Regions from separate parts of the Mus musculus genome. Here all the other regions are linked to region 1. A link is a contact called in public Hi-C, HiChIP or PLAC-seq and promoter capture Hi-C data. All regions are on one chromosome and are shown on one strand. Each heading gives the region's core, a stretch centred on a gene start, on an enhancer-like site or on the middle of the called end of the contact. The rest is flanking DNA. Distances are from core to core; before and after follow the strand shown. Region 1 holds the start of Tiam2 (T cell lymphoma invasion and metastasis 2). Region 2 holds the start of Tfb1m (transcription factor B1, mitochondrial). Region 3 overlaps A230045G11Rik (a long non-coding RNA gene). Region 4 overlaps Tiam2 (T cell lymphoma invasion and metastasis 2).

What was found. HiChIP or PLAC-seq counts read pairs in DNA pulled down with a chosen protein or histone mark. Hi-C and Micro-C count contacts between places; a contact is called where the count stands out from the background. Capture Hi-C pulls out chosen DNA fragments and counts their contacts.
Region 2: a contact with region 1 is called in a promoter capture Hi-C map of adipose tissue. The contact joins the promoter of Tfb1m here to the promoter of Tiam2 in region 1. A contact is called at or near these places in 4 of 484 Hi-C or Micro-C datasets (CD4 T cells, embryonic stem cells, muscle stem cells and 1 more), 2 of 115 datasets of contacts at active chromatin or transcription factors (bone marrow-derived macrophages and pancreatic cancer cells) and 2 of 9 other capture datasets (adipose tissue and pancreatic islet).
Region 3: a contact with region 1 is called in a Hi-C map of group 2 innate lymphoid cells, with 3 times the contacts expected there. The contact joins the enhancer-like site here to the promoter of Tiam2 in region 1. A contact is called at or near these places in 1 of 39 promoter capture datasets (liver), 10 of 484 Hi-C or Micro-C datasets (B cells, CD4 T cells, the G1E-ER4 cell line and 6 more) and 1 of 115 datasets of contacts at active chromatin or transcription factors (embryonic stem cells).
Region 4: a contact with region 1 is called in a CTCF HiChIP or PLAC-seq map of the NIH/3T3 cell line, with 16 read pairs. The contact joins the enhancer-like site here to the promoter of Tiam2 in region 1. A contact is called at or near these places in 1 of 39 promoter capture datasets (cranial neural crest), 1 of 15 datasets of contacts at CTCF or cohesin (the NIH/3T3 cell line), 2 of 484 Hi-C or Micro-C datasets (myocytes and olfactory sensory neurons), 6 of 115 datasets of contacts at active chromatin or transcription factors (the NIH/3T3 cell line, bone marrow-derived macrophages, craniofacial prominence and 3 more) and 2 of 9 other capture datasets (liver and pancreatic islet).

What each region holds. Positions count from the first base shown.
Region 1 is chr17:3,323,457-3,330,690 of GRCm38.p6, forward strand. It overlaps Tiam2 (T cell lymphoma invasion and metastasis 2), which reads left to right and starts at 3,117. Exons shown (of 27, transcript NM_001122998.1): 1 at 3,117-3,270.
Region 2 is chr17:3,555,172-3,562,405 of GRCm38.p6, forward strand. It overlaps Tfb1m (transcription factor B1, mitochondrial), which reads right to left and starts at 2,584. Exons shown (of 7, transcript NM_146074.3): 1 at 2,410-2,584. The coding sequence starts at 2,542. 1700102H20Rik (RIKEN cDNA 1700102H20 gene) reads left to right here and starts at 2,653. Exons shown (of 2, transcript NR_045303.1): 1 at 2,653-2,733; 2 at 4,372-4,692.
Region 3 is chr17:3,099,344-3,106,577 of GRCm38.p6, forward strand. It overlaps A230045G11Rik (a long non-coding RNA gene), which reads right to left. Exons shown (of 6, transcript XR_003952289.1): 5 at 1-56. It also overlaps the pseudogene Gm4829 and the pseudogene Gm21926. Among named protein-coding and RNA genes, the nearest start is that of Scaf8, 12 kb to the right of the region's middle. Within about 2 kb of position 3,153, at least 225 of the 459 cell types and tissues checked have an H3K27ac peak or open chromatin away from gene starts, as enhancers often do. A contact at or near this core is called in B cells, Th1 cells, erythroblasts and 3 more, where this site is marked.
Region 4 is chr17:3,465,587-3,472,820 of GRCm38.p6, forward strand. All of the region lies in intron 14 of Tiam2 (T cell lymphoma invasion and metastasis 2), which reads left to right. Among named protein-coding and RNA genes, the nearest start is that of Gm52295, 61 kb to the left of the region's middle. Within about 2 kb of position 1,310, at least 15 of the 459 cell types and tissues checked have an H3K27ac peak or open chromatin away from gene starts, as enhancers often do. A contact at or near this core is called in the NIH/3T3 cell line, where this site is marked.

The DNA of each region.
Region 1 (7,234 bases), core at 1,867-4,366:
CCCCAAGAAGTCCCTCTCTAGGCCTGGAGTTTGAGTCCTGGCACCTGCTAGCTCTATTTTCTACTGGGTTTTCTTCTCATGACTAGAAGCCTCAAATGGTTAACACTTCATTGTATTGATTTAAATCTCTCTATGGCTTCTCTCTACTAAACTCAGATTGGCATAGGATTGGGCTCAGACTGTTGTTACTCACAGTGATAGTCAACTGTCACTGTTAGTATGACTAGATTTAGAATCTTCTAGAAGGCTCACTTCTGAGTGTGTCTGTGAATGTGCTTTCAGAGAGGCAGAGGAGAGAAGATTCACCTTGATGGGGCCGCACCAGCCCACTGACAGTGGGCCAAGACTGAACAGACTGGAAAGAGACAGCCGGAAGACAGCCATCATTTCTAGATCTCTGCTTTCTGGTTCACAGAGGTGTGAATATACTAGTTCCCACTTGGGTCTCAAGCCATGAACAAGTCCACCCTACATCTCTGGACATTACGGACTGCACCTTCAAACCATCACCCCAAATAAATCCATACTATCTTAAATTGCTTCTTGTCATGTATTTGGTCACAGCAACAAGAAAATTAATATGCCTACCCATTCCGGAAGTGTTTTTAGAAGCACTAGGGGAGATGCAACCATTTGGATCATAGATGTTATGTTTTATTAAAAGGAAAGAAAGCCAGGAATATGTTTGGTAGAGGCATGGTATGATGAGGTGGAAGGGGTGCCTATGCAGGCCTGAGGCACCAGCCATATGATGGATATAGTATAGAATAGAGTTTATTTAGGGTATGGGGAGGGGAGTTGGGAAGGGAGGAGAGACAGAGAAAGAGAGAGAGAGAAAAGAGGAGAGGAGAGGAGTGGAGAGGAGAGGAGAGGATAGAAGGGGGAGGGAAATGGGGAGAGATGGGTCAGAGAGTGTAAGAGAGTCAGAAGGTAAGAAAGTAAGGAGGGCTGGAGAGATGGCTCAGTGGTTAAGAGCACTGACTATTCTTCTGAAGGTCCACCTGTGTGTGTCTAAAGACAGCTACAGTGTACTTACATATAATAATAAGTAAATCTTTGGGCCGTAGCAAGCAGAGGTCCTGAGTTCAATTCCCAGGACCACCAAAAAAAAAAAAGTGCGGAGGGGGCAAACAGCCCCTTTTATAGTAAAGCAGGCATACCTGGCTGTTGCCAGATAATTGTGGGGCGAATCTTAGAATACTAACACTAGGTACTGTTGTACAAACACATTACTTTAAAAAATATTTATTTATTTACTTTATCTATATGAGTACACTGTCACTGTCTTCAGACACACCAGAAGAGGGCATCAGATCTCATTACAGATGGCTGTGAGCCACCATGTGGTTGCTGGGAATTGAACTCAGGACCTCTGGAAGAGCAGTTAGTGCTCTTAATGGCTGAGCCATGTCTTCAGCCTCACACATTTCTTTTATAATCAGAAAAAAAAATGTGTTTATATATTTATTTAGTGTATATTGCATATACATGTATATAGACATGGTGAGGTCACAAAACTCATGATTGTAGATCTCAGGTTAGGTTGGCTACTTTCCTCTCCTTCATATGGAGGGTCATCTGGCTCTCTCCTCAGCTCCCTTCATGCTTAGATTTTTTAAAAAATTATTTTTCTGCATATGAGTGTTTTGCCTTTATCCATGCCAGTGCCATCTGAGATCAGAGGAGGGAGTTGGATCCCCTCGATCCGGGGTTATAAATGGTTGTGACCTGCTATCTGGGTGCTGGGAATAGAAACTCGGCTGCCTACAAACACAAGTGTTCTTAACTACTGAGCAACACACACACACACACACGTGCGCACACACACGCACACGCACACACGTACACACACACGTGCACACACACACACACACACGTGCACACACACATGCACACACACGCGCACACACACGTGCACACACGCGCGCACACACACACACATACACACGCACGCGCACACACACACACACACACACACACACACACACACACACGCACCCTGCCCATTTAATTCCATATTCGTGTGCTATGAAGATGACCCTCTACAGCTAGTCTTGCATTGATGCCTGTATCTTGGGGAACCATAGTAACAAACCGCTGTAGACCTCAGAGCTGCGGTGACCCCCAAGATCAATCCTGTTGAACGTTGGTGTTCCCTCACAGAAGGACTGGGTGGAGAGGGTCTTTGACCCCTCCCTTGATATTCCCTCCTGCACCCTCCAGCCAGCTGGAATTGAGAGCGGCCTCGGTCTTGGGAGGTCCCATATTCTACAGCGTATGAGAGGTTAACTGAGGGGGATTCTAAATATGCAGTTATGAGTAGTCCATTCTGGGGTGGGGCCGATTTGGAGGTCACCCACATTCACTCCTGCTCTGTGAGTAAGTCCAATAATTTATACTCCTTGGTTCCCCAAGTTGGATTTTGATGGAATCCTACTTCGTTTTGTCTGTGGTGCCATAAAAAGTAGGTAGACTTCTCCCCAAGGAAAATTGGCCACATTCCTGTCCCTTCTCTCACCTCTCGGATGAGGAGTCTTCAGGTCACAGGAGAGAATGGTGGTCCCAGCATGCGGAGCACACTCCCCTCACGTGGGCTCACTGGCTCCCTCAGGTTTGCCTAATAGGCCCTCACAAATCCCAAACCCAACTCAACCCTGTCATCTGCCTTTCAGCTATCACACCCAGCCTCTCTCCAAGGGGAGGATGATGGGTGGCCTCTTCTAACACGGAGTCCTGTGCTTCTGAGCTGCTCTGGGTGGGACCCGAGGAAACTTCTTTGCAGCACACACTGGAAGGGCCAGGATCGCGCGCGCTTTGTAGTTTGTGGTCTGGGCCACAGCGACTGGCTGGCTCGCAGATTCCATCTGAGAGCTGTTTTGGTTACTGGGGATGTAATGTGTCGGTGGAGTCAGTCCAGCAGGAGAAGGGGGTCCCGGCCGGGAGGCGTGGCGTGGTTTGCGAGGCGGGTGTGTGTGTGTGTGTGTGTGTGTGTGTGTGTGTGTGTGTGTGTGACTCTGAGGGGCGTGTCGGGGCGTGTCAAGGGAGTGTCCGGGCGGGGGCGGGGCGAGCGGAGCGTAGGAAGGTGTGGCCGCCGATCTGGCCTCACTTCGGCAGTGCGGAGCTAGAGAAGCCTTGACCTTCCCGGCTCAGCGAGTGGAGAACAAAGTGACGGAGAAAACTTCGCGGAGTGTGCCCTGAGTCCCCACGGGGCCTCGCTCAGGGGCGCAGAGCCGGGCTCGACCGGTCCTCTGTGTTGAAACTTGGACCGAGGTAAGGGCGCCGAAGGGAGGGACGCGAGGGAGGGCGTCTGGGTCGTCTCGCATAGGCTCCCGGGATCCTGCAGTGGGGTGCTGCACAGCACAGTCCCAGCCTCCACCAGTGGGCCAGCCTCGTCCGTCCTCTCCGCCCGCTGTGGAGGCAATCAGGGGCGCGGCGGGGTCACTTTGCTGCGTCCAGGAGGGTGGCAGTCTTCAGCGGTTTCGCATTCTCTCTTGTCCAGCTTGGCTCAAGGCAGGATCCTTTTCCAGAAAACTCCGAAGTGAGGTCTTGCCCTGCCCCACGCGTGGCGCGGGTACAATTAGGTTCAGCTGTGCCATCCAGGTTGCGAGGTGGCGGCGCCGTCCATTCCCATCAGTGCCCATTTCCTTGCGTCCAGGGGAGAAGGGCGCAGCAGGGAGAATGTGAGCATCCCTGGCTTGGCCATTGGGGTTGGGAAGAGGGGCGAGGATCGCTCGTCCTGCGACCACCTAGACCCGCGCGACTCCCCGCCGGCTGCGGTGCCAAGTTTCAGTGAAAGCCGACAACATTGTGTCCCTGATGGATCGTATTTACCACAAACAGTTCAGGAAGAAAAGGGCCCATTCTTCCAGCAGCAAAGTGTAGCGAGTAAAATTGAGGGGTTTTTATCTCTGAGACCGGAAACTTAATATGGACGCGCTGCTTCTATGGCCCTCCTTACTTTAAAAAAGAAAAAAGAAAAAGAAAAATAGGGTAACTTTATATTATGGGTGGGGGAAGCTGCTCGTTAGCGAAGATAATTCCATTCCCGGGAAATTTTCCTGCAGTTCCCTGGCAGCTGCTGGAAGAGAAGCCGCTAGGTGACATTCCCAGGCAGACTAGGTGTGCTACAAGTGTACACTCCGGTGAGTGCGAAGGTCCAAGCTTCTCTTCTGGGGCAGTTCTCGCTCTCTATTTCTCTCTATTGTCGCTGTGGTCCTCGTTTAACAGATAACACCTGACGTCTCCAATTCAAGATAGAAAACAATGGTTTTTAAGAGCTTTTTAAAAATGGCTTACAAGTTTCTTAAAGGCACAGATCAAGCTCTGCGAGTAGAGTACCATCTGCTCCTCTTCCGTTTGCGTAGCCCGTGAGTGCATATGTGCTTTCCAACTACTTTTCCTATCTTCCTTCCTTCCTTCCTTCCTTCCTTCCTTCCTTCCTTCCCTCCCTCTTCTCCTCCCCTCCTCCTCCTCCTTCCTCCCCCCCCCCACCTGTTTTAAGTTGTAGTTTTAGCTGGGCATGGTTGTGCACACATTTAATCCCAGCAGATCTCTGAGTTTGAGGCTATTCAAGGCTACACAGTGAGGCCTTGTTTCAAAAAACATAAAACAAAAAAAGAAAGAAAGAAAGAGAAAAGAACAGAACAGAACAAGGGGCCGGTTGGGACAGGCAGACCAGGTGGTAGTGGAGAAATGCCCCAGTGGTTAAGAGCTGGGTTCAGTTCCCACAGCCCACATCAGGCACACAACTGTCTGTATCTCCAGCTCCAAGTGACCTGATTCCCTTCTTACCATCTCCACCTCCTCCTCTTCCTCCTCCTCCTCCTCCTCTTCCTCCTCCTCCTCTTATTCTTCCCCCTCCTCCTACTCGTGCGTATACACACACACACCCTAATAATTAGAAGATTTTTAAAAAAAAGATTATCATATCTTTTTTAAAATTCCAAAAGTCTAATATTAAGATGAATTTAAAAGCACATTTTCATATCATTGGATTTATTTTTCCTGCTCAGCTGAAAGGAAAATGAAACCTGTTACTTTAGGGTGGCAAAGGTCTTTTTTGATGGGTAGAAAAAAATAATGGTGAGGTATATCTGTGTTTGTTATTTACAGTAGCCAAGCAAACTCCCACAGGACCCAAGCTTCCATGTCTAACATCCCATAAAAGATGCTTGAGGGAGGGGCATGGTAGGGCACTGCTGTAGTTCCAGTACTCAGGAAGCTGAGGCAGGAGGATGCTTTGTTGTAGGCCTGCCTAGGCTACATAGCAAAAACCAAACCCCAAAACATGATCTCAGGTACAACATGGGGGCACACACTTTTAATTCTAGCTCCTGGCACTGGGGCATTAGCAGAGGCAGGTGAGTTCCATGAGTTCAGAGCTTGTCACAAGCCAAAAAGAGGCAACAACAAACCCAAACCACAAAGCAAAGTCCCAATACCATGTCAGATGCTTGATAATGAGGCCCTGCCTGCCATTGCTCCCTCCTCTCTCTCCTCTCTTAGGAGTGCAGGCATACTGTCTGCTCCAGACACTTCCCACTGCAGCTTGTCATTTCCAGGCCAGTATCTTGAAGGAACCAGCATTCTGCTTACACAGTTCTTCCTCTCTTCTCCATCTGTTGATTACCCACACATCCATCATGTGTCAGTCAAATATCTTCGCCAAGATGCTTCATTTTCCGTCTTCCTTGTCTAGTTGTCAGTGCTTGTACTAGGACACATATTTTGTCGTGTCAACCTTGCCTGGTCCCACGTGTTTGTTCGTGGTACAAGGTCAATCCGACCAACAGGAGAGCAGAGTCTAAAATCAATTCACATTCAATTTGCCAAGCCCCTGGTGTACATTTTCACACTGGGAGAAGACTCCTCTTGCAAGTCACTCAAAGACACAATGTGGGTCACTGCTCAAGCCCCACCCTACCACAGATTCACCACAGATCACTGCAAATCAGTGTCTCTTGGCAAGTGACAAAAGAAGATATATATCTAATAAGCACCACAAAGAAACCTTTACGGGCAGATTTGTTTATTTTTTGTCGGTAAGGAGGGTATAGAAATGTGCTTTATCCAGCGTTTATATCTGTCTGTCCAAGTGATGCTCAGACATGTCTTTGTACACAGGGAAGGATGTGTGAGTAGATCCATGGGCAGCCAATCAGCCTTGCATCACATGAGTGTTCCCGACCAATCAGCCATGTATCATGTGATCATCTTTACCCAACCACCTTTCCAGGCACTCAAGTTTTCATGTCTGATCTTGGTTTTTTTTTTTTGTTTTTGTTTTTTTGTTTTTAAAGATTTATTTATTATTATATGTAAGTACACTGTAGCTGTCTTCAGACACTTCAGAAAAGGGAGTCAGATCTTGTTACAGATGGTTGTGAGCCACCATGTGGTTGCTGGGATTTGAACTCTGGACCTTTGGAAGAGCAGTCGGGTGCTCTTACCCACTGAGCCATCTCACCAGCCCTTCATGTCTGATCTTGATTAGGGGAGAAATTTGGTCTAAGACTTGGAAGTTAGGCTGAGAGACACATTGCTTCTATAAATATGTGTCAATAAATAGGATTAAGGTGTATTTTGTTTGGGACAGTTTTTAAGTCACCTCAAAGTGGTGCATCACAGAAGTAAAGAGGCAGTAAGAGGAGCGTCTTGCCTGATTTATTTAGTGCCCACAGTGGGAGAATTTAGCACCACAATCTACTCATATCGATTCAGTTTTGATGTATGGGTACTTTGCTGGGGAATCTTACAAACACTCCAGGTTTGTAGTTAACATATCAATTTGTGAAATAATTGATAGAAGCATTTGTTCCAGCTACAAGAGGTACAGGATCATCTTAGAAACTTATGAAACCGTGCTATGCTGTATATATGTGGTAGATGTCACCGTGGCTGTCAGGATAAATGGAATCTTGTATCGTATGGGACTCTTCACATTGAAATAACAATAAGATAATATAGACCATTCTCTTATTTTGTGGATAAAGAAACCAAGTGCCAGAAACTTGTCCCAGTCAACAAGTTCTCAAAGAGGCACAGCCCTGGTGAGCTCTCAGTTTACGGGCTTCTGGTTTGTCTCTCTGTTTATCCAAGCCCCTTTAAGGGCAGCAGGCCTTCAGGGACATTTTGGAAACATAGAGTAAGTCTTAAGATTTCAGGACAAGGACCATGGCCAGCACCAAATGTCGCCTGCTGCTAAGTGTCTCCTGAATAGAGGGACAGATGTGTG
Region 2 (7,234 bases), core at 1,334-3,833, 230 kb after region 1:
TTTTAGCTCTCACTCGAAACCAATACATACTAGTTATCAATATCGTATACCACTGTACTGCACCAGTTCCTTACCTGAAGAGGATTATCCCGACAATTTCCTTAACTACCTCACCAACCAGCCCAAGCCCTGCTGGCTGACCATGCAGCCCTTCGTTACAGCCCTTGCAGGTGCAGGACTCCTTGCACCTGTACTCTGCCATCCTCACAGGCATGGATCAAAGAGGAGAACGCACAAAGTCCCCATGTCACCTCTGGTTATTTTGAGGTCAGAACGGCAACCATGATAAGTCCCCACATCACTAGACTCTGAAATTTGAATTCTTCATCATTTCCAGAAAAAAAAGTTTGATTTACTACCAGAAATTTTAAGCTTTGCAAATGCTCATGTTAAGATGGAATTACTAACTGTTCAGTTAGTTTAAGTTGGCAGAACCTAAGAAATCACACACATAAAGGTAGCCACTGTAACTAACCATCGCTCTGGAAAAAACACAATGGACTGCTTTTATTAACTGCAAGATATTAAAACCCACACCTCCTTGGATGGTGGAAATTTTGTTACTAAATACATACTAGCACTTCTTGTCACTGTACAGTCCCAGTTGATGGTTATTATCTATCTAGGTAAACTTAAAGGCAAAATGTTGCTTACGTATTTCCAAACAGTATTGTACAGCTACAGTGAGGAAATCAGCAGCCCTAGCCAGCTTTGCGTCTTGGTACGTACATGCCCTAACCTAATTCCTGCAGCTACCACTCTAATATAATTTATCTGAACTGCACGCTGTCCTTGTCTATTGTTTAATTTGTACAATGTCATAAAGAAAAGCAAATGGCTGGAGAGGACCTCGAACCAAGGTGGGGATTCTAAAACCAAATCATTGTTTGGTTACCAGTTACCAACTGGTCTCTCGGAGGGCATCAGAGTCATTTATTAAACCAGGGAATTCTGAACTCAGTTTGAAAATGGAAAGCAGCAACAGGTGGGGCAGTGGTTTCATTCTTAAACTTTGCAGGAACGCTTAAGTGCAACCAGACATAGACGAGGTGTCAACCCCCTAAGTCTGGTTCAACCCTGCTCCACCTGAGTTCTCTAGGACAAGCACCTTTATTTGCTTTCACTCTGGTTCCCCCTCCCCCCACCCCACCCCCCACCCTCACAAAGACTGAATAGAGAACCTAAGAATCTGGAACTTACTCCAGGGACACACATGAGAACATAGATAACAAATTGAATGGCTGGTGATGTAATTCAATTAACTGATAAGAGTGCTTGCCTAGCATGTGTGAAGCCCTGGGTTACACAGTCAGCAATCAGTAACTGAGCATGGTGGCATATGCTTTTCATTTCGGTTCTTGGGAGAAGGCAGGAGGGCCAGACACTCAATAACACCTGCCATGTAGTGAGCTTGAGGCCAGCCTTAGACATAGGAGACTGCATTTCAGCAGAGAATGGTGCTTATATTTAGCATGTGCTTATATTTAGCATGACTGGGAGAGGATGCTAGAACCAAAGAATCTAAAAGTAGGCATCCTAAGGTCCTTGTAGGCCTTTCTATCAAATAAGAGATGAGAAAACTTAAGTGGAGTTAACTGTTTTACCCAAATTCTACGGGTCGAATAAAGGCTCCAAAAACAAGAAATAAAAGTAACTTATGCTTTGTGGTCCATGCAATCAAAATTGATTTTGGGGACGGAGTGTGTGTATGACACACTTACCCTTTTAACTTGAGGGGGTTAACATGCTAAGTACTCCAACAGTCAGCTAGCACCTTTATTTGCAACAGATGGATCTTATTCTCAAGAGGAGAGCATTACTATGACATGGGTGGTAAGTAAACCAACAAACACCTGTGAAAACTCATCAAAACATGGGTGTCAAACTGGTGACCTTCACCCTATATAAGTTTAATCGCATAAAAGTAATTTTTAAAGAAGCCGGAGAATGTCAACTTATTAACTGCAAACTCAGGGCTGTTGTTGGGACGGTGGTCCCAGCATTGGCACAAGGTAGCTGTAGGCGCCGTTTGGTTAGTATGACTTTACAGAGCGAATCTCCAGTCCCTAGAGGGATCCCTAGACTTAAGTGAACGTTTATCCTATTTACTCTCTTGGTTTCGTTTTTGAAAGAGTCCATCTGTTTCTAACTGGCGGCAATCCTCCTGCCTCTGCTCCTCGAGTGCTGAGCTTACAGACGCGCTTTACTGAGCCGGGCTAACGAGAGGCAGGTTGGCGCATCATAAAGCGCGCGGGAAACATCTCCCGCCCGCAAAGCGGTCGACCAGTCGTCGCCCTAGCCCGCGAGGACCGGAGGAGCAGCGCTTGACTGACAGCCGCCCGCCCCAACCCGCTCCATCACCCGGCCGCGCCCACCACGGAGACCCGGGCGAACTGACGACTCAGCCACCTGTCAGCCTCAAGTCCAGGAGGAAATTCTGGGAAAGCTGTTTCACCGCTCGCAGTCCGAACAACTTAATGATCTCCCGAATGGTGGGCAACGGGGGAAGGCGGAAAGTGCCGAGCTTCCCCGAGGCAGCCATGAGAGACCCACATACACAGCCACGCGCAGCGGCTGGAAAGGTGCACGGCGCGCAGGGGGTGGGACCTTGGAGAAGACTGCCCGCCTCTGAGGCCACCTGGTTGGATGGAGAAACCTGCCGGAAATGACGAAACTGACAGGAAGTCTGTATGTACTGGGAGCTCAGGACGCGTCAGGCCGAAAGCGGTGCAGGTTGGGAGAGGAGAGGGGGCGGAGGCTAGGAGGCGTGGTCTTTGTAACCTCTGGGAGGCTCCGCAGGCCTTTGACATTCCAAAGGCTTGACTTTTGATTTGTAGCAGGAAAGATGGTGATTGGTTGCTTGCTGTTTGTAGACTGGTTACCGCCCCACCCCCGTAGGCTAGATACTTTTTATTTCTTCGCGTCCATTACTTCTTTCAGAACTTAGTTCCATAGAGAACTATAGGCTTATTTAAGGTAAGCCTGCTGAAAACCGAGTTTAAGACTTAGACTTTAGAGCAAATGGCTGAATGCCAGCCCGTTAACAGCACCCCAGCTTTAACCAATAGCAAGAGACCAACTGACTCAAGTAAAGCAAAAAGCTAACCGTAACCAACTAAACTGTGTCTCTAGATAATTTCTCTTTTCTTGTCATTGAACAATGTCCATTTTCTGGCCGGAGTTGTTTGAAAGAATTCCAAGGGCTGCCTAATTTTAGAATGGTGAATGAAAGCCATTCTGGGTCTTTAAATATGCTGTAATTTTGTCTCTTGAGCTAAGCACTTTAAACTTCGAGAAGTGTTTTTGATACCACTTGTTACTATTTCATATTCCCTTTTAAATCTCTCAGGTGTAGTCTTGCGAAACAGGACACATATTGCTAACTTCCGATTAAAACAGGATCAAGAAAGCCCTGCGAGGCCACGAATTTCGTAAAGCTGGAAGTTCACAGATTCCAGCTGTAGTCTAGTGCATGCGCGGTGGCTGCTGTTTTTAAGCAATGCCAGCAAGGTCAGCATCAGGACCACTCTTTTAGCCTTTGAAGCTTTTTCTAAAAGCTCATTCATGCTGCAAGCATTGTGGTCTCTCCACTGCTCTCAGAGTGAACCATAAAGGGGTTGCTCTTTTAAAAAGCTCAACTAAAAGAAATGTGTGCCAGGTCTCACAACTGAGTGGTTTGGAATTATTCGCTCACTAATTGTTACCATACAGATTCGGGTAGATTTTATTATTACGTAGTGGTGAAAGTGAGACTTGGGGCGGTTCAGCCACTTTCCCACACTTCAGAGTGGAAACGGAAGGCTTACTCATCAGGCAGGGAATCCAATGGAGAAAGGCTATTTGAGGGTTAAAATCCAAGTACCAAGAGAAGACAAATAGGTTCTGTCTTCCTGTGATGTCTGAGAACACAAGAAAGAAATGAAAACTTTTAAAATATTTTTCATAAGTGGGAAGATTTTTACTTTTTTCCGTCTGATTTCACTTGGTTATAAGTGAATTACACATCGTTTATGGTTCTGGTAGTTTAAAAAAAAAAAAAAAAAAAAAGCTAATGTAAAACCAGACCACTCTGGGCCGTGTGGAGAAGTAAAAAGTCCACATATCCACTTTAGTGGTTGCTAGATCAGCAGAAACCATGGGCTGACTGATGTATCTCTTTTAGAAAGTGAGAATGTGGTGGCAATTCCCCAAAGTGTCATAAAAAAACTTTGATTTGATATTTGATTCAGAGATAATATTCTCCATAAAACACTATACCTAGAAGGTGTCTATTCAGGCAATTGGGCTTTGTTTGGATGGTTGGTAGGTTTTGTTTTGTTTGTTTTTTTACCTTTGTGTTCCTTTGGAAATGTTATTATTCCTATACTGCAGGGAAGAAATACCAGCAAGTACAGTCATTCAACCTACCCAGGGTCACCAGCAATGCATCTAGAGAAGATACCCCGAGTTCTTCACGTTTCAAGTTCCAAGTTCAGTAGCCAAGCTTCTCAAATACTGTATCAACTGAAATTATTTTAAGTTAATTAACATGTTCATTTTGTGTTATTTAAATGTATAGAAATATGAAATTAGGTGTAGACTTAGATCTACAGTTTTCATATGACTACTAAAATCACACAATAAAAATATGCAAACCCACCAAACCAACACACATGGCTTTATTATTTTATAATAAAGATGCCATAAAAATCACTACTCTTTCTGTTGTCTGGATTCATTTCTAGTTCAACTCATTCGTGTTGTAGTGTATCACATATAGTAGAATTCTCTGGTTTCAAACAAATCTGCTAAAAATCTATCACAAGGGAGAACATATCGAGTGTGTCTGTTTCTGCTTTTTTATTAGCTTGGGAAACAACTGAAGTCAAATCATTTGGCACTAAGATTGCCAAAACTGCACACACTGTATGTCAATCTCAAGAAAGATGTTCAGGTGACCCAGGATGTAGTCACATGAACTTTTAAAAGCAGTGATATCAACCAAAGTATTCCAGTGATGATAAGCAGCATGTTAGATTTCTAAGAAGTCATACCTGGGTCTAACTAGGACTTCATCGTGCCATCTTTACTGATCTTTGTCTGTTATATTGTGTCCCATTTACAAAGCTATGTCCCGGGCCATTTCATTTAGTTCTCATTTAAATTCTTTATTGAAGTTTCACAAAGGCATCCAGTCACTTTCCCTTGCTGGTAAGTGCTAGAGCTGAGTCAAAAATTCACATCTTTTGATTCTACTGTGTTTTTTTATTAACCTTGTATTAAATAATTATTGAATGAAATAAAAAAATCCATCTTAGGAAAGTCTTCCAAGGTTTTAATAATTCTTGAGATCTAGTTTTTATCATCATAAATATCTGATCTTAAGCCTTTGAATTTCAGAAAATTATGCATAACTCCCTGCAAAAGCCTGTGAAATCAGCAGGGGGTGTTTTAGTCGTATATTATCCCTTAAAAGAGAGCTGTGCAGTTTCATCAGTTTTGAAGCTTTGAAGTATCTGCTTCATCTAGATACAGATTTTAATATGCTAAAATATTATAATTAAAACAGAAATTGCTGGCCCCACCTATCTGTGAAGATGGAGTACTACAAGAGATTCATACTGAAGTATGCTGTGGATTTCTGATTTGCATGAATCCCAGCATAGCAATACAGGAAACTTTATTTTAGGTTTTTATTTTAATGAAATTGCGTATGTGACTTTATTGATATAAGTAATTTAGTGTCTGTCTATGGGAAAAATGCTAATTCCAAACGATTGTCATTTGGTAGTTCCCTGGAAGAGATATGAAAGCCACAAAGACCAATATCTTCCTGTCATGTGGGGATTTTTCAGAGAAAATTAAATGTGGTTTGGAATTGCCAAATTGAACTTTATAAAATGTCTGTTTTGCTATGTGGAGTGCCCTTTTCTGGTAGTATTTTATAATTCTATAACGTGACTCAATGCTCTGGAGAAACATTAAGGACTGTACTTACCACACATTTAATTTTTTTTAAATGGCAGTTTGATGCCCATTGTTCACAAAGGAAGCTCATGCCCTACCTTGAGGGAAGAAGAAAAAAATTTAATAATTCTGAGCAGGCTGCAGTTAAGAAGCAGAGCAACCCACAGCGAGTAGCACAGACTCTGCCTGAGGGGACAGTGCTCCAGTATACTGCTTTGGAAAACTATGGTATTTATCACTATTCTGGGCAGTATTTGGAAGCTTGCGTATTGCCCTCAAATATCTGTGAATTATTGTCAAGTATCCTAACAAAGTGATGAAGGCAGGCAGCCTTTTCACTAAGGATGGCTTAGAGAACATGAATAGTTGTTTTTTTCCTTACACAAAGCAAATCTTACATGGATGAACAATAAGCCAGCAACCAATAAAGGCATTGTCAAGATGCCTTTATTGTCCTTTAAACCACAATATTTCATTGACAAAAATCCTCAGCACAAACAAAATTACTCAAAACTACAAATACATTTGCAATGAAGATTTACCAATTATTATAAACGTGACGTGGAGACCATTGTTGCATGACTAGGAATCTGGGTTCAGTTAGTAAATGTTCTTCTCTGGGCATCCTTATTTTCCTCTCTGAGAGGGGTCTGTGAGCAGGCACAACTGTTCCTTTTTTTCTGCCCCAACTCCCTTGTTCTTGCTCATCCCACAACATCCAGAGCAAGATGTTTATAGGAGATGTTGGATTAACTCAGTACCTGCTGAGAAACAACTAATTTCCTTTTCTTCCAACTAGTGAGGGGTACATACAGATGGAAAAAGGATGGGGACATTTGTTTGACTTAATTTTTTATTAACTACTTTTAGTGTATGTGTGAGTGTGTATGTGTGTGCATACATGTGTGCTTGTGTACATATCATGGTGCACATGTGGACATCAAAACTAGAGAACAACTTACTTGTAGGAGTCAATTCTGTGGGAACTGAGTCTGTCAGACTTGGTGGCAAGTGCCTTAACCCGCTGAGCCACCTCGCCAGTCTGGCTTGCTCAACTTTTTTGAGAAAGGGGCACAGAGCTCTTTCTCATTTCCACTTTGGTCCACTTGAGGTTAGATTTTTCAGACTGCTGGTGGACTGTTCCCATTACTCTGCCCTGCTACAATTTCTTTTCCCCAAACATCCATAGATTACCACTTTCTTCACTTGTCTCTACAGTTCAAGCCCTCGTCCCCAATGAATTTCGGTTGCTTGGGTAAAAAACATAGACGACACGTTCTGATTATTT
Region 3 (7,234 bases), core at 1,903-4,402, 220 kb before region 1:
TCACCCGTGTCAGAGATTTAGTCTTATTCTGTTCATTGATGACACTGTTCTTACTCCTATTAAGCAGATATTTTGAGATTAAGAAATTTTAGTAGCACTTAAAATGAAACACTAGAGGGCAGGTTGGGCACATAAGAATGACCTTATCTACTTTATACAAATGTAGATGGGTTTGTGGGGCTTTTTTTTTTTTCATTAATTTATTTATTCACTTTACATCCCAATATCAGCACCCCCCCCCCACCTCTCCTCCTAGTTGCTCTCTCACACACAGATCCTCCCCCAAGCCTCCTTTCCTTCTCATGGGAGGGGTGTTGTTTTGAGACAGTTTCACTAGGTAGGCTAATCTGGAACTCCCTATAAAGGCCAGGCTGGCTGCAAACTCATAAAGATTGGCTGGCCTCTACCTCTGGAATGCTGGGATTAAATGTACGTGCTAATCTTGACAGACAACAAATGTGGTTTTATTGTTTGTGATCTTTTTTGACCAGAATCTTTTTGAACTCGTATGTAGGCAAAGATGACGTAGAACTCTGATTCTCTTCCATTCCCCAGTCTTCATTTCAGAGACAGCCTGTAGGTTGTTCCCTTGGGTCATCAATTACAGTTGGATCTTAGCAGTTAAATTCTAGATCTTGAGGCAAATAGTAATAACAGTTAATAGGTTGGTTTTCCAAGAGAAAGACAACGAAAACAGAAAAGTTTTCCTGGCCTACACACCATTTTAGGAGAAAAGAATTAAGCTAGATGGTAATGTTTAGAAAACAGTAGTTTACATTAACATTTGCACCTCAGGCATCTGGAAATTTTTCTGGAAAAAGAATGGCAACCTGGTGCTTAAATTCCCATAGGACCAAATCAGTGGAGGATGTTGATTCATTGTGTTTGTTTGTTGTGGAGGATGTTGATTCATTGTGTTTGTTTGTTTGCTTGCTTGTTTGAGCTACCTAGTTCTTTCTACTCTGGGCTCTAGTTCTCAGCCCTCAGCAGTTAGAGATGTTCCATGCATCCCTTCTATCATTCAGATGGAAGACAAGATACCCTTGGTCTCTTTTCTGTCTCCAAACTGATCCTCTCATTCTTCTCTTTATCCTCTACCATGTCCTGCTCCAAAACTAATATAGTCCCTGAGGCTCTCTTTCTATCCCCTCACCACTGAGTCTTTCCATCTTCAAGTCTCTCTCTCAGATAGATAGATAGATAGATAGATAGATAGATAGATAGATAGATAGATAGATTTTTTTAAAGATTTATTTATTTTATGTATGTGAGGACACTGTTGCTGTCTTCAGACACACCAGAAGAGGGCATCGGATCCCATCATGGATGATTGTGAGCCACCATGTGGTTGCTGGGAATTGAACTCAGGACCTCTGGAAGAGCAGTCAGTGCTCTTAACAGCTGAGCCATCTCTCCAGCCCCGACCTAGAACTCTTTAGGACTCCTCCCTTCATCTTCCACGTGCTGGAGTGAGACAGTGGAGTTGTGGCAGTTCTGTTTGAGGTGGTCTGGGAACTGGAATCACCCTCAGTTGAAAGCCACCACATTGATGCTGGGAATTGAATCCCTGTCTTCTGAAAGGGTGGCTAGTGTTCTTCACACCTGAGCCATCTCTTGACCCAGGCACTGTGTTTTTTAAGGGTCTTAGGTTGTGGTGATAAGAAGGGTGTCATTTTACTCAGAAGTAAAGCACTTGTCCAAACTGGAAACTGGTAATCCAGAAAGCCAGTAGAGGACCTCCAATTGCCCTGCTGTGCCCATCCTGTTGCCTCTTTGCTTGCTGGATGCTGCGGTCACCGGGAACCCTGCACACCTCCCTGCTCCTCATTAGGGAGCCCATATAAAAAGTGCTGGTGGGAGCTGTGGGTCAGGAAGGTGGCTCAGTGGGCGATGCTACAGGTCCAGGCCAGATAAGCCGTCAGGCCCAAGTAACCTATGGGGAGCAGAGCCACAAGGTCAAAGTAGGCAGGGTGCGGGAGACTGGGCAGGTAGCTGATCACAAAGTACAGGTAGATGGCGCAGACCAGTGCCATGATGCAGGAAGTGATGGCTTTGCTCAACTGGCCGTTGGCAAACTCCTGCACGACAGCTGGCATGCTGGTGAAAGTCAAAATGGGCAGCACAGAGAAGGGCAGCAGTAGACTCTGCAGAACATTGAGTAGATCACTGAGGCCGGACAGGTCCTTCAGGTCTCGGAAGACAGCCAAAACAGTGGGCAGGATGTTGCAAGAGCGAGTGAGAAGGACCTGAGTGAAGCGGGACCACCGCAGCTTAAGGAAACCCTCCATCATGAACTGTCCTGCATAGGTGCTGGTCATAGTAGAACTCTGCCCCGCTGCCAGGAGACCTACTGCCAAGATGTTGAGGGCCTCAGGGCCAAAGAGCTCATTCATATTTTTAGAAATATGATTTTTAAAGTTTGTAACAGTATCGTTTATTCTCCTGTTGTAATTGTCATCTCTGAGGCTTCTTGCCTCTACCTTGCACTAACCTAGGCCTAAGTCCTGGAAGCCTCTAGCCTCTAAACAATCTTATTGAGGCCTAGAATGTTTTCAGCCTCTGAGGCTTCCTGCTGAATATGCTCACCTTTTTAAAATTTAGATATTTCTTTATTTACATTTCAAATGTTATCCCCTTTCCTAGTTTCCTCTCTGAAAATCCCCTATCCCCTCCCTCCTCCCCCTGCTCCCCAACCCACCCACTCCTGCTTCCTGGCCCTGGCATTCCCCTATTCTGGGGCATAGAACCTTCACAGGACCAAGGTCCTCTCCTCCCATTGATGACCGACTAGGCCATCTTCAGTTACATATGCAGCTGGAGCCATGAGTCCCACCATGTGTTTTCTTTGGTTGGTGGTTTAGTCTCAGGGAGCTCTGGAGACACTGGTTAGTTTTGGTCCTGTGTGAAGTTTGTACCCATAAACAAAGTTTAACAAGCTTGTGGTGGGCAGCATTCACAACTCTGAGCTGCCACACGCTGGCATATCTGGCTTCCCACTGCTGTCGTCCTTGGAAGAGCCAGGCTCTCCTAACCTCTGGCCTGAAGTCTAGCGATCCTAATTGTCATTTTTCTGAGACTCTGGGATCCAGACGCCTAGCTGAAGTTTGAAAGGAAGTACCAGCGTGAGGCCACGCCCCCAGAGAGCCGACCAATCATCACCAACCCACCTCCACCCTCCTCTCACAGAGCCTCTGAAAACACCAGGCCAGGTCCAGGACTCCAGGGGCTTGGCTCCCGGGTGTGTTCGCTTTGGCAAGCTGCAGGATCTACAGACTCTTGGTCCATAACCTGGGCTTTCCCACACTGCTAGGTGGCCATGGCTCTGACCCCATGCTAAGCTCGCGGGCATCAGGGTTCAAGAGAGTGAGGCGAACGGACTGTGAAATGAAGGTGGACATGAGGCAGAGCAGACGGCTCCCTGAGGAGCTAGCACTCGCCACCCACTTGGGAAGGGGAGTTCCTTTTTTCTTCACCTTAGTTTTACAGCTCAGGTTTCCCAGAAAGGGTAGAATGCAGAGGGCCAAGACCAAAGGGGTTTGGTTGAATCCCCACCAGGAAGCTGGAGAACTTGGTGCTGTGTCCATATGGGGCAAGTGATGGGGACCAGGAACTCCCAGACTGGGAATATGGGGTGGTGATCCTGCCTCTGCCACAGCTCACTGAGTGGGTAGCTTTTCTGCTACTCTTTGCTCATCAATGGAGTGAAAGTGTCACAGTCAGACATGAAACCAAGTGTCTAGCCAAGTGAGTCACTTGAGAGGGCACTCCTGTGAAATCCTACAAAGTAACATAAAGAGTTCTATCTATGACAGTCTTTTTTTTTTTTTTTATCCTGAATAAGTATCTTTTTAATTGGATATTTTTATTTACATTACAAGTGTAATGTAAATAAAGGAAAACACCCTCCCCCTATAACTTCCCCTCCCCCTGCTCAACAACCTACCACTCCAGCTTCCTGGTCCTAGCATTCCCCCACACTGAGGCATAGAGCCTTCAAAGGACAAAGGTCCTCTTCTCCCATTGATGTCAGACTAGGCGATCCTCTGCTGCATATGCCGCTGGAGCCAGGAGTCCCACCATGTGTGCTCTTTAGTTGGTGGTTTAGTCCCTGGGAGCTCTAGGAGTACTGGTTAGTTCATATTGTTGAACCTCCTATGGGGCTACAAACCCCTTTCACTCCTTGGGTCCTTTCTCTAGCTCCTTCCTTGGGGATCCTATGCTCAGTCCATTGGATGGCTGTGAGCATCCTCCTCTGTGTTTATGTGGCACTGGTAGAGCCTCTCAGGAGAGAGCTATACCAGGCTCCTGTCAGTAAGCACTTTTTGCCCTCCACAACAGTGTCTGGGTTTGGTGATTGTAAATAGGATGGATCCCCAGGTGGTTCAGTCTCTGGATGGTCATTGCCTCTCTGCTCCACACCTTGTCTCTGAAACTCCTTCCACCCTCCTCATTTTCAAAGTATTTCTGAAAGTGCTCCTACTTTTCTTGCTCCAAGAAGCCCCAAATTTTTACTAGGAGAGGCTGATCCGTCATGATGAAGATTTGGCACAAAGCCTGTGTCCGTGTGGTTGGTTACCAGCAGAGTGGCATGAGGTACCATCTTTCTCTTCAGCAAACTTCCCAGTAAGACCTCTACAGGTTTCACTATGTTCCAGTCACCATAAAGGTCACAGATCAGAGCTCCTGCTGGGAATGTCAGCTCATCAAAACCGTCCACCACAAATAAGAATTCTTCTTCCAGGTCTAGATGCCGGATCACACAGTCCCTCCAGGAGGGATTGTCCATGGAGAGGAGGTGGGCAAAAGTGCAAAGTTTAGTATTATTTACTTCCCTGCAGCTGATGTAGAAGGCACATGAGAAAATCTGGGCCTGCTTACGCTCTGACCATTCTAACATTAGCTGCTTTGCCATTGTGGTTTTTCCAGAGCCTGGAGGGCCATGTAGCACAATTGCATGTTTCTATCTTTGGGTTACACAATGTCAGGAGTGTCCTGTTGCTCTCGGTAGCCACATAGATTTCCTTATTGCATTTAGGCCAGAAGTTCTCCTTCCATTTAGCTGTGTATCTAGTCTTCCATTCCTCTTTTTGCTTGTCCTCTTGACCACCAATGATGGGGGAGGGGAGGGGATAGACAGAACATAGTTGGTTATTGTGAAAAATTATCTTGTATAAAGTAGAAAAGGGAAATGAAGAACACAGCTCTGTAAGAGCAACTTCAATCCAAGTTTATTTCAGCAAGATGTGATGGGGACACCTTATATTTTGATGCAAATGTTCTTTTTTTAAAAGAGTCCCATTAGAAAGCATTTAAAAAGCTTTCAGTGTGGGCCCATAAGTATGTGCGGATATGGACATGTGAGTGCAGTGCCCATAGATGCCAGAGGAGGGCATTGGATTCCCTGGAGTGGAATTAACAAGTGGTTTCGAGTAGCCTGATAGGGGCTTCTTGGCTCCAAACTAGCTCTTTTGCAAGAACAGCATGCTTTTCTTACTGCTGAATCATCTCACGAGCCCCTTTTTATTTTAGCCTAAGGAAACGAAAATTAGGGAAAATTGCTTTCTACTGTGGAAAAGTAACTTCTTTGTTTAGAATGCTTAAATTCTCTTGTTAATCTATTAAAATTTTCATAGAGGAGCTGGGGAGATGGAACAGGAAGTCAATGGGTAGTTTATAGGGAGGAACAAGAGTACACAGCTCTCTTAATGAGTCAGATGCCTCTGCTTGATACCCACAGGTTAGCAATGACAGCTTAGTCAGAGATGTTCTTTGAAAGTGAGTAGTTGTTACTAAAGCAACTTGTAACTGGCCCAGCCAGAGTAAGAATATAATGAATAATCTGCACCTTTATCACCTCCTTTAAGGCACAGGGTACATTCAGGTAAGGCACAGGTAAACATATGGGGATCAAAGGAAAGGTAGTGTTTTCTAAGGTGTGGCATCATTATTACATTCTTAAACTCTAAAAACTGAGATTGCCTGCACATAACCTGGCCACGACAGGACCTGTGAACATTCATCATAGAGCAGGAAAGCATCATAGAATGTTTCCCCTGGGGATTTATAGTCAGGGAGTGGCTCACAAGGCTGAAAACTTTTGTAAAAATCTATAAGTGGTAGTGGTTATAAAGGATGAAACACATTTTTGCCAACATTGTAAGCCACTGGTAAGGTGTCTATGCTTGTATAAACAGCCCTAATGAAATACACACACACACACACACACACACACACACACACACACACAAAGGGGAGTACTAATTGGGAAGAGAAAAGGTTGCAGGAGAGGAAGGGTAGACAAGAGAGGTAATATGGTGAATAAGATAGAAATGTATATGTATGAAGATGTCATTAAAAAACCATTGTTATATATAGTGAATATATACTAGTCAATACTTAAAAAGCTGTCAGTACAGTTTGTTAGGATAATTTGTCTGTTTTCTCTACTGGACCAGAACAAGTCACAAGAGCTCAGAAAATGAATCCCTGTGGTACCCACTGTTAGCTCATTATTACTGCTTGCAAACATTAGTGGAGAAGTTGAGTGCTATCTGGCTGTAACACATCCCACCTCTCAGGTATCTACCAAGAGTGAAGACCTGTGTACACATGTGCTGTAAGAGACCAGGATTTGATGCTGCAAACTATCTCTTCAGTATAAGAATTAAATTTGTATTAACAATGGAGAATGAGCCGGGCGTGGTGGCGCACGCTTTTAATCCCAGCACTTGGGAGGCAGAGGCAGGTGGATTTCTGAGTTCGAGGCCAGCTTGGTCTACAGAGTGAGTTCCAGGACAGCCAAGGCTATACAGACAAACCTTGTCTCGAAAAACCAAACCAAAAAAAAAAAAAAAAAAACAAAAATCAAAAAACAACAAAAAAACAATGGAGAATGAAAGTGTGTAAAGGGTTAAGGAAAAACTCCCTTACTCCTTTGTTTACCTCTAACTAGGGTTTATATCACAAATGTGTCTGTCTCTCTACAAAGGGGAGGAGTTTTCACCTGGAGAAAGCATAGAGAATCTATATGGTTTATTCTCCTTATGGCACATTGACTTTTCTCTCCCCACTTTCTGAAATGTACAACTCATTGCTGGAGATGCTCTGTAAGCCAGAATTTTAAGATTGATTTGATAGTATTTTTCATCTGCTGGATATCTCCAGTAAGAAGAAAGAAATATGTAATATAACTTCAATTTTTGTCTTAATCTTTTTCATTATTGGGGATCCAGGC
Region 4 (7,234 bases), core at 60-2,559, 140 kb after region 1:
TCAGCTCAGCCCAGTTTTCATCCTTCCTTCCAGGAAGTCATGGTGTGTAAATGGAGTCACTCAGTGGGTAGCCTGCCAGGCCTGATCTCTTCAGTAGCCTGACATGTTTGCCCTCTTCTCCCTAATGTAGCGTTTTCTAGGTTAACTTATATTTAAGCATCAGTCAGCCTTTCACTACTCTTCATAGCAGAATAATACTCCATTTTACCCTATTTTATGCAGCAAAATAGTAGCTCCTGCTGGAATGGGTATTCATTGTCTCCCCCACCCCCAAGCACAACTCCCGTCAGCTACATGTTTTTTTGCTAGGCTTCTTTCCCAGGATCTTTCAGTAAAACTCCAGATCACTAGTTTTGAAAGCCTTGAACATAAAATCCATTTTATTAAGATTCTTTAGGGCTGGAACTATGGCTGAGTCACCTACCATACATAAAACGCTTCCATATAAAGTAGGCATGCCTCACATCTGTAATCTCGGCTGCTCTGGGCCCTATGAATCCCAGCTGGGAGAGAGGGGGAGGGAGCGAAAGAGGGAAGGGAGAATGAATCTCTTGAGTGGCTGGAAAATGTGCTGTCTGTCTGTCATTTGCCCCTGACATAATTGTCACTTGGCTCTTTTTTCAGAGGGTATCACTGTCTGGTGGGTTTAAGTATACTTTAGGAATCTTTCCTTCATTTCCCACTCCCCTTTTCTTTGGGTGTGGGCTAACAACCCACAATTCCCAAGTCATAGTCACAGCCATCCAGGAGGACAAGGTTGTCCTGTGAGGGAGACTGGCTTCCTCCTCAGCTCGTTCCGTTGTCCTTCTAAAGATGCCTGTGTGTGTTGTACCAGGCATGGTGGTAGCCAGCTGCCATTGCTCCCCTGAAAACACTGGTCTCACTTCTTCTCTATGACTCTGAGGAGATTTGTCACTAGACAATTGGCTCAGATCATGGTAGCCTGCTATCAAGGAGCATTTATTACCTGCGTTTTTTTCTTCTGTGCACCACCAGCTCTTGCTACATTGAACCTCGGGTTCAGTAGACTTCTCGGGAGTTTTATAAAGTTTACATTTTTCTGGCAGGGTATGTATGTAGTGATAGAATTGATGTTCTCTGCAAGCTTTATGATGACATTCAAATGGCTGCTTTGAATGTCTTAGACACGGAATAATAATGAGCATTAAAATGGAAGGCCTGGGAGATGGTTTAGTTGGAAAAGTGCTTACCATACAAGCATGACAACATTCTGGTCTCTAGGACCCATGTTAAACAAACAAACAACTAGCCATAGTGCTATATGCTTGTAATTCCTGTGATGGGGTGGCAAAGACAGGCCAATTCCTGTGGTTAACTGGTTAACCAGCCTGGCTTACTTGGAAAATTCCAGGCTAGTGAGAGATTCCTTCTTTAAAAACAAACTAGATATTATCCTGAAGAATGATACCTCAAGTTTAACTTCAGGCCTCTACACTCATGTGTACCTTCCCCTACATAAGCATAAGCACGCGCACCCCCCCCCACACACACACACAGAGAGAGAGAGAGAGAGAGAGAGAGAGAGAGAGAGAGAGAGAGAGAGAGATGTAGTTGGACTAGTAGATTGATTTTTTTGTTTGTTTGCTTGGGGTTTTTTATTTGTTTGTTTGTTTGTTTTTGAGACAGGGTTTCTCTGTATAGCCCTGGCTGTCCTGGAACTCACTTTGTAGACCAGGCTGGCCTTGAACTCAGAAATCCGCCTGCCTCTGCCTCCCAAGTGCTGGGATAAAGGCGTGCGCCACCCCCGCCTGGAATAGATTGATTTTTTTTTGTGTGTGTAAGGATAATGTATGGTATTAAATAATGATCTTTTGGTTGGGTAGTCAGGTCCCCCAACCTTGAAAGGAGTCAGTCCTATTATTTTTCTCAGTCTCGGAAGTGTGTATTTATGATTTCATTTAAGCATCTTATTTTCATTTTGTTTCTCTGACAATTAGGGAGTAATATTTGCCTTGATGACAGCACAGTAAGCTGTCCTTGCTAAGAGGTGCCACAGGCCATTGCCCTTTAAAGTAAAAAACATTAATAGAACTTAGGGAAACCGAAATTAGCTAAGAATAACCACTGTTATACAAAGCTCCCAGATTTCGAATTCAAATGGAGGAACTTCTCAGGGCTCTTTACAAGTGGACTTCATGTTTGGTGTGTTCCTTGTGCTGCCATTTCATATGTGAGGTTAATGGGCAGCTGTATGATAATTCGTGTGACTCGGAGAACTGGGCCGGGGGGATTTTAGCTGTGTATGTACAAAGCACTGTTGTTCAGCTGGCTGACTTGATTTATTCAGTATATTGACCTCTCTTAAAATTGCATTTGTAATTAAGGCAGAAAAAAGCAAAAGACACACGGGATGAAGGAGATGAATGGGATGAGGACTCTGAGGTTCCTCTTTGGTTCTTTCTGAGCTCTTTATCAATTGAACTGTGTGGTGAAAGTGCCAAGAAACCAGAAAACTACAGATTAAGACATAGTCCACACACACAGTCAACCGAATGTCAGTAGAAAGAAGGATACATTAAGACATCAAGAATGGGGGCTGGAGAGGTGGCCCAGCAGTTAAGAGCCCTTATGTGTTTCCACTGCCCACCAAGTGACATTTTGAAGGTTTGTGGCTGTGGTTTTAACTATATGTTGTCTGGGGACATGGCTGATGAGTCGCTTGCAGTCCTCTAAATTAATATCACATGTTAAGGTGGGTTTCATTGTGTTAGTTTCTTGTTCCTATGTCCAAATACTGTAGCCACAAGCTTTATTTCCCAGCCTCTTTGTTCCCCAAAATTATGACTGAGACTTAATATTTTATGAATAAATGTCTAAGCCAATAGTTTTGCCTTGTTCCCCAACTAGCTCATAACTTAATTACCCATGTATTCTAAGTCCTGTTGTGTGGTTAGCTACCTCTTCTTCAGCATTCCAGGGCAAATCCCTCACACCTGAGTCTATCCCAGGAATCCTCACTGTACCAGTGCTTCCACCTCCCTATTTTCCTGTCAACGTTCATAGGCCAATAGCCTTTCATTGACAAATGGAGCTTCCACACATTGCACAAAAGATTCCCTCTACCAAATACCAGGGAAAGTAGCTTAAGGAAGGGGCTGTTTTGGCGGATAGTTAGAAGTGATGTAGCTGATCTTGGCATTGAAGGCAGGGTGGTTGGGGTGTGAGGCAGCTCATCCTATTACACCCACAGCTGGGCAGCAGAGAGAAGAGATGCAGGTGCTCACTCGCCCTGCTTTTATACACTCTAGAGTCTCAGCCAATGGAGTGGTGCCAGCCACATTTACAGTGAGGCTTCTCACCTCCATTAACCTAATCTAGAACGTTTTTAGAAGCATGTCCAGAGACTTGTTTCCTAAACAAATCTAGTTGATCATATTAGATCAAAAAATAGATCAAGTTGACAATATCAATCATTACATAAGTGAAGGAGAAAGCACAAATGTACTGAGCCAAGAATTAACACCATTAATAAGTAAATGTCAACAAACTCTTTGAGGCTGCTGGGAATTTTGGCCTTTCCTTACAAAGCTACAGATTCCATTTTTTTTTTTCCTTATGGCATTATTAGGGCAGACTATGAATTGTGTAGCTACCACTATGGTTTTTGTTTCAGCATAGTAGAAATACATTATTGAAAGAAGGTCTTTACATATGGCAGTATTACAATCAGTATACTATAGTATGCTTTGGAATGGTGGAGAGGGAAATTGTTCACTGATAGTATGAGTCTTCAGGACTAAATGAAAGTTTCCATCTTCATGCCCTACCCTTCCTGCAGGTGACTCTCATCCTCACAGTGAGGCAGAGCTTGCCCAGTGCTGTGAGTACCATCTTAGTCCATATGTGTTGCTCCAGTTCCAGAGTCTGGGTCATTTCTTAGCAGAAATGCAGTGGCTTATAGTTCTGGAAACTGAAGTCCAAGGTCAGGGCATTAGGTTTAGCCATTGACTCTACTGTGGCCTTGACTTCTGCATCCTCATGTGGCAGAAGGCAGAGAAGAGTGCACATACCGTGAGGCTCATGATCTAGTGCATGAATGCCATGTCCCAAGGACCTCATCAGATCCCTTCTCCGGGCACTTTCAGTGACAGCAAACTTCCAACACACAGATTCTGGGTTACACATTCACATTGCTGTGACTTCAATTATTAATTTTGCAAAAATTTAAGCCAATAAGTAGCCTACAATTTGCATTTCTTGTTTGGAGCATAGTGATTGATGTCCTCCATCTACTCTCATTTTCAGTTGCTGGTTCTGAGGATCCAGGGACCATGCTCAGACTTGTGGATGGCATGGATCATAGATCATTCTCAGTTGGGACAGTTCTCTTGTCCTACACAGCCTCCATCCAGGCTCCTTCAAGGCCAGAGCCAACATTCCTACCTGTCCTTGTAGCCTCCTTTGCCTGCTTGCTCCCACTTGGGAGATGTCTAAGGGATGGAAAGAATGGAAGCCCTACTCCTTTGCTACCTGGGATTATGGGATGGTACCAGCTAGGGTACAAGCTCCCTTCCAGTGTTTCCCATTTTACTGTTTCAGAGACTTCCTCCTTGTTCCCATCAAGGTGTGCATGAGGTATTGCTTCTTACAGGGCAGGAAGTAAATGGAGAAAGTTACTTTCTTGCAAACTAACTGCCGCTGTCTTGCATACTAAATGTGCTAGATCAGATTTGGGAGTGATGTCATTGTAGACTTTGGATTAAAGCTACAAAGTATGTGAATGGGGCCCGATCTTAACTTCAGCATTTTCCGGAGCTTCTATTTTTAAGTTGGTACCCAAGATTCTATTTTAACACAAGCCTTGCCCTTTAATTGTGAAGGACTCTAAGCTTCCAGTGGCACTAATGGGACATGTGCTGACGCATCGCTCAGGAACACACTGAATTACTAGGTGTCCCATACCTAAAGCCTTGTGTTTTCTCTGTTTGTCCATCAAGAACTGGAGGGCATATGGCATAGTGGAGAGGCGGTATTTTTCCATGACAGGCTGCATGGTGTGTCATCCACCTCTAGAACATGCTACTGATGAAGGAGACAGGTAGTTGAGTCTGGTGTCAGCAGAGCTGTTCCTGATAATGAACCTGGTGCCTGGTGAACGCTCAGTGCCTGGCAGCCATCTGAATGACAGACTCTCTGAATCGAATGTGAAGGAGTAGACTATCTCTTAGCTCTCTGGACCTTTGATCCCTAGGCTGCCAGGGAGAGGCTTTTGGTGGCCCACATTAAATGGTAGGTTTTTCAGATTGAGAGATCTCATCCCAAACTTGATTTCCACAAGGCACACCATGACAAGGACAAACATTTGACACAAGCAAAAGTAGCTTGGTTGACAGGGTTATAATTTGGCCACTTTCCATTATTATCATTATGGGTCCTGTTCAGCCCTGGGTGGGCAGAAGCATGTACTTAGTGAGATCTTACATAAGCAGTGAAGAACCCTCATATATGTCACTGTGTGTCCTGATGAGAAGGCCCGGATAGGTTTTATAGGGGTAGATGGGTATATGTCTTTCCTTCCACTGTTCTTGCTTAGGATGAGGGCAGCCTGTGGGTGGGGCCGTGGGCATACATACAGTATTCAGCACACTTAAGCGGCTGTGTACATGAGCATTCAGATTTGACCTGCCTACACTCTTTTTATTGCTGTGTTTCTATTCTTCCAGAATGTATTTTCCCTCTCTTTCTCCTCTAGAAACAACACAGGGGGCTTGCTCAATGCAGACTGCATGGGTTACGACTCTGTTTGTTGCTGTGATCAGACTCCTTACCAAAGGAAGCCAGGGAAGGTTTGAAGCTGCTATCCATCTTGGTGGGAAGTCAGCAGCTGGCGAGGGCTTGAAGCATCTTCTTAATCACTTCTTCAGACAGGAAGCAGAGAGCTAAATGCTGGTGCTTAGCAATGCTTTGTCTTATTCTGTCCATTCTATTGAATGGTGTGCTACCAATGATTAGGGTAGGTCTTTCCACTTTAGTTAAGCTAATCTAGAAACTTCCCTGAGACTTGCCCACAGGGTTGTTTCCTAGGTGTCTGTCAAGTTGATTGCCAGTACTTGCTGATAGCAGCCATTGACCCTATCTGTCCAGCTTGGCTTTCGAAGGGTCTAGTCAATCTCCAGGACAATGCTAGCTCATGATTGACATCCTGGGGATTCTGTATGCTCAGGTACACTGTGTCTTGTGACATTTGGATGGTAGGATAGCTCTTAACTTTCCTACCTTGAGGGATCTCAGGGATGTCTAGAACACCCCTCTCTGGGTCTCAGAGTATGGTGTGATGCCTCCCTAGGCATGAAGCCCCACAAGTACCTTCAAGCTCCCTGCAGTTAAGGAGGCGAAGGTGGTGGAGGGGCTGTTTGGACTGGACAGGGTTCTGACAGGAAATATAACCATGTTCTGTCACTGGTTACAAGCCACACTTCTCTCTTCCTTACCTGAGACATCGTCTCAGGAAGTAAATGAGCATATGAGACCCACCAGGAGCTGGGAGAGTTTCCCGTAAGTTCCAAAGTTTTGTGAATATATTGGATGAATGACTCAGAATTAGCTCGGCACCCACTCCCACACCTCCCAGGCTATTTTCTCCTGCATCCATCTGGCCCCTCAGGCTCCAGTGCTCCTCTGCCCTTGTGTCTCTGAGCTCTTCATGGGACTGGAGCCTCCGTCTCATTTCTGTCCTCAGCATGCAGCACCTTCCAGGTGCAAGAGGGCTACTGTAGAAATCTCCAATGTGAATAAAGACATGCGTGACCTGTGTGTCATCTTTCCTGGGCTCCATGTAAGTCTGGAAACAAGGGAGCTTGCCGTTTACAAGGTGAAGGCAGCAGAATGCTAATCCGATTCTGTTACCTAGGCAATGGTACTTGCACAATGTGGGGCTTTGTGATGTTACTGTTTCTCTTCCTGCTTCTCTGACTTACATGTCTCTTCTTAAGGGTCTTTTTTTTTCCTCCTACACCCTTTGCATTGGTTTTTCCAGGGTCCTACTTTTCCTTTTTTTTTCTATTAATTAATTAGTTAAATTTATTTATTCACTTCACATCCCAATCACTGCCCCTCCCGCCTCCATTGCTTTAGTTTTTATTTTGAAGACAGAGTTCCATGACCATGCTCTGTTCAATGATGACCTTGAGCTTCTGCTCCCCCCGTGTTTAGTTCCCTCTGTAGTGCTGGGTTTCCAGGTGTGCACCTCCCTCTACGCCTGGCTTATGCGGTG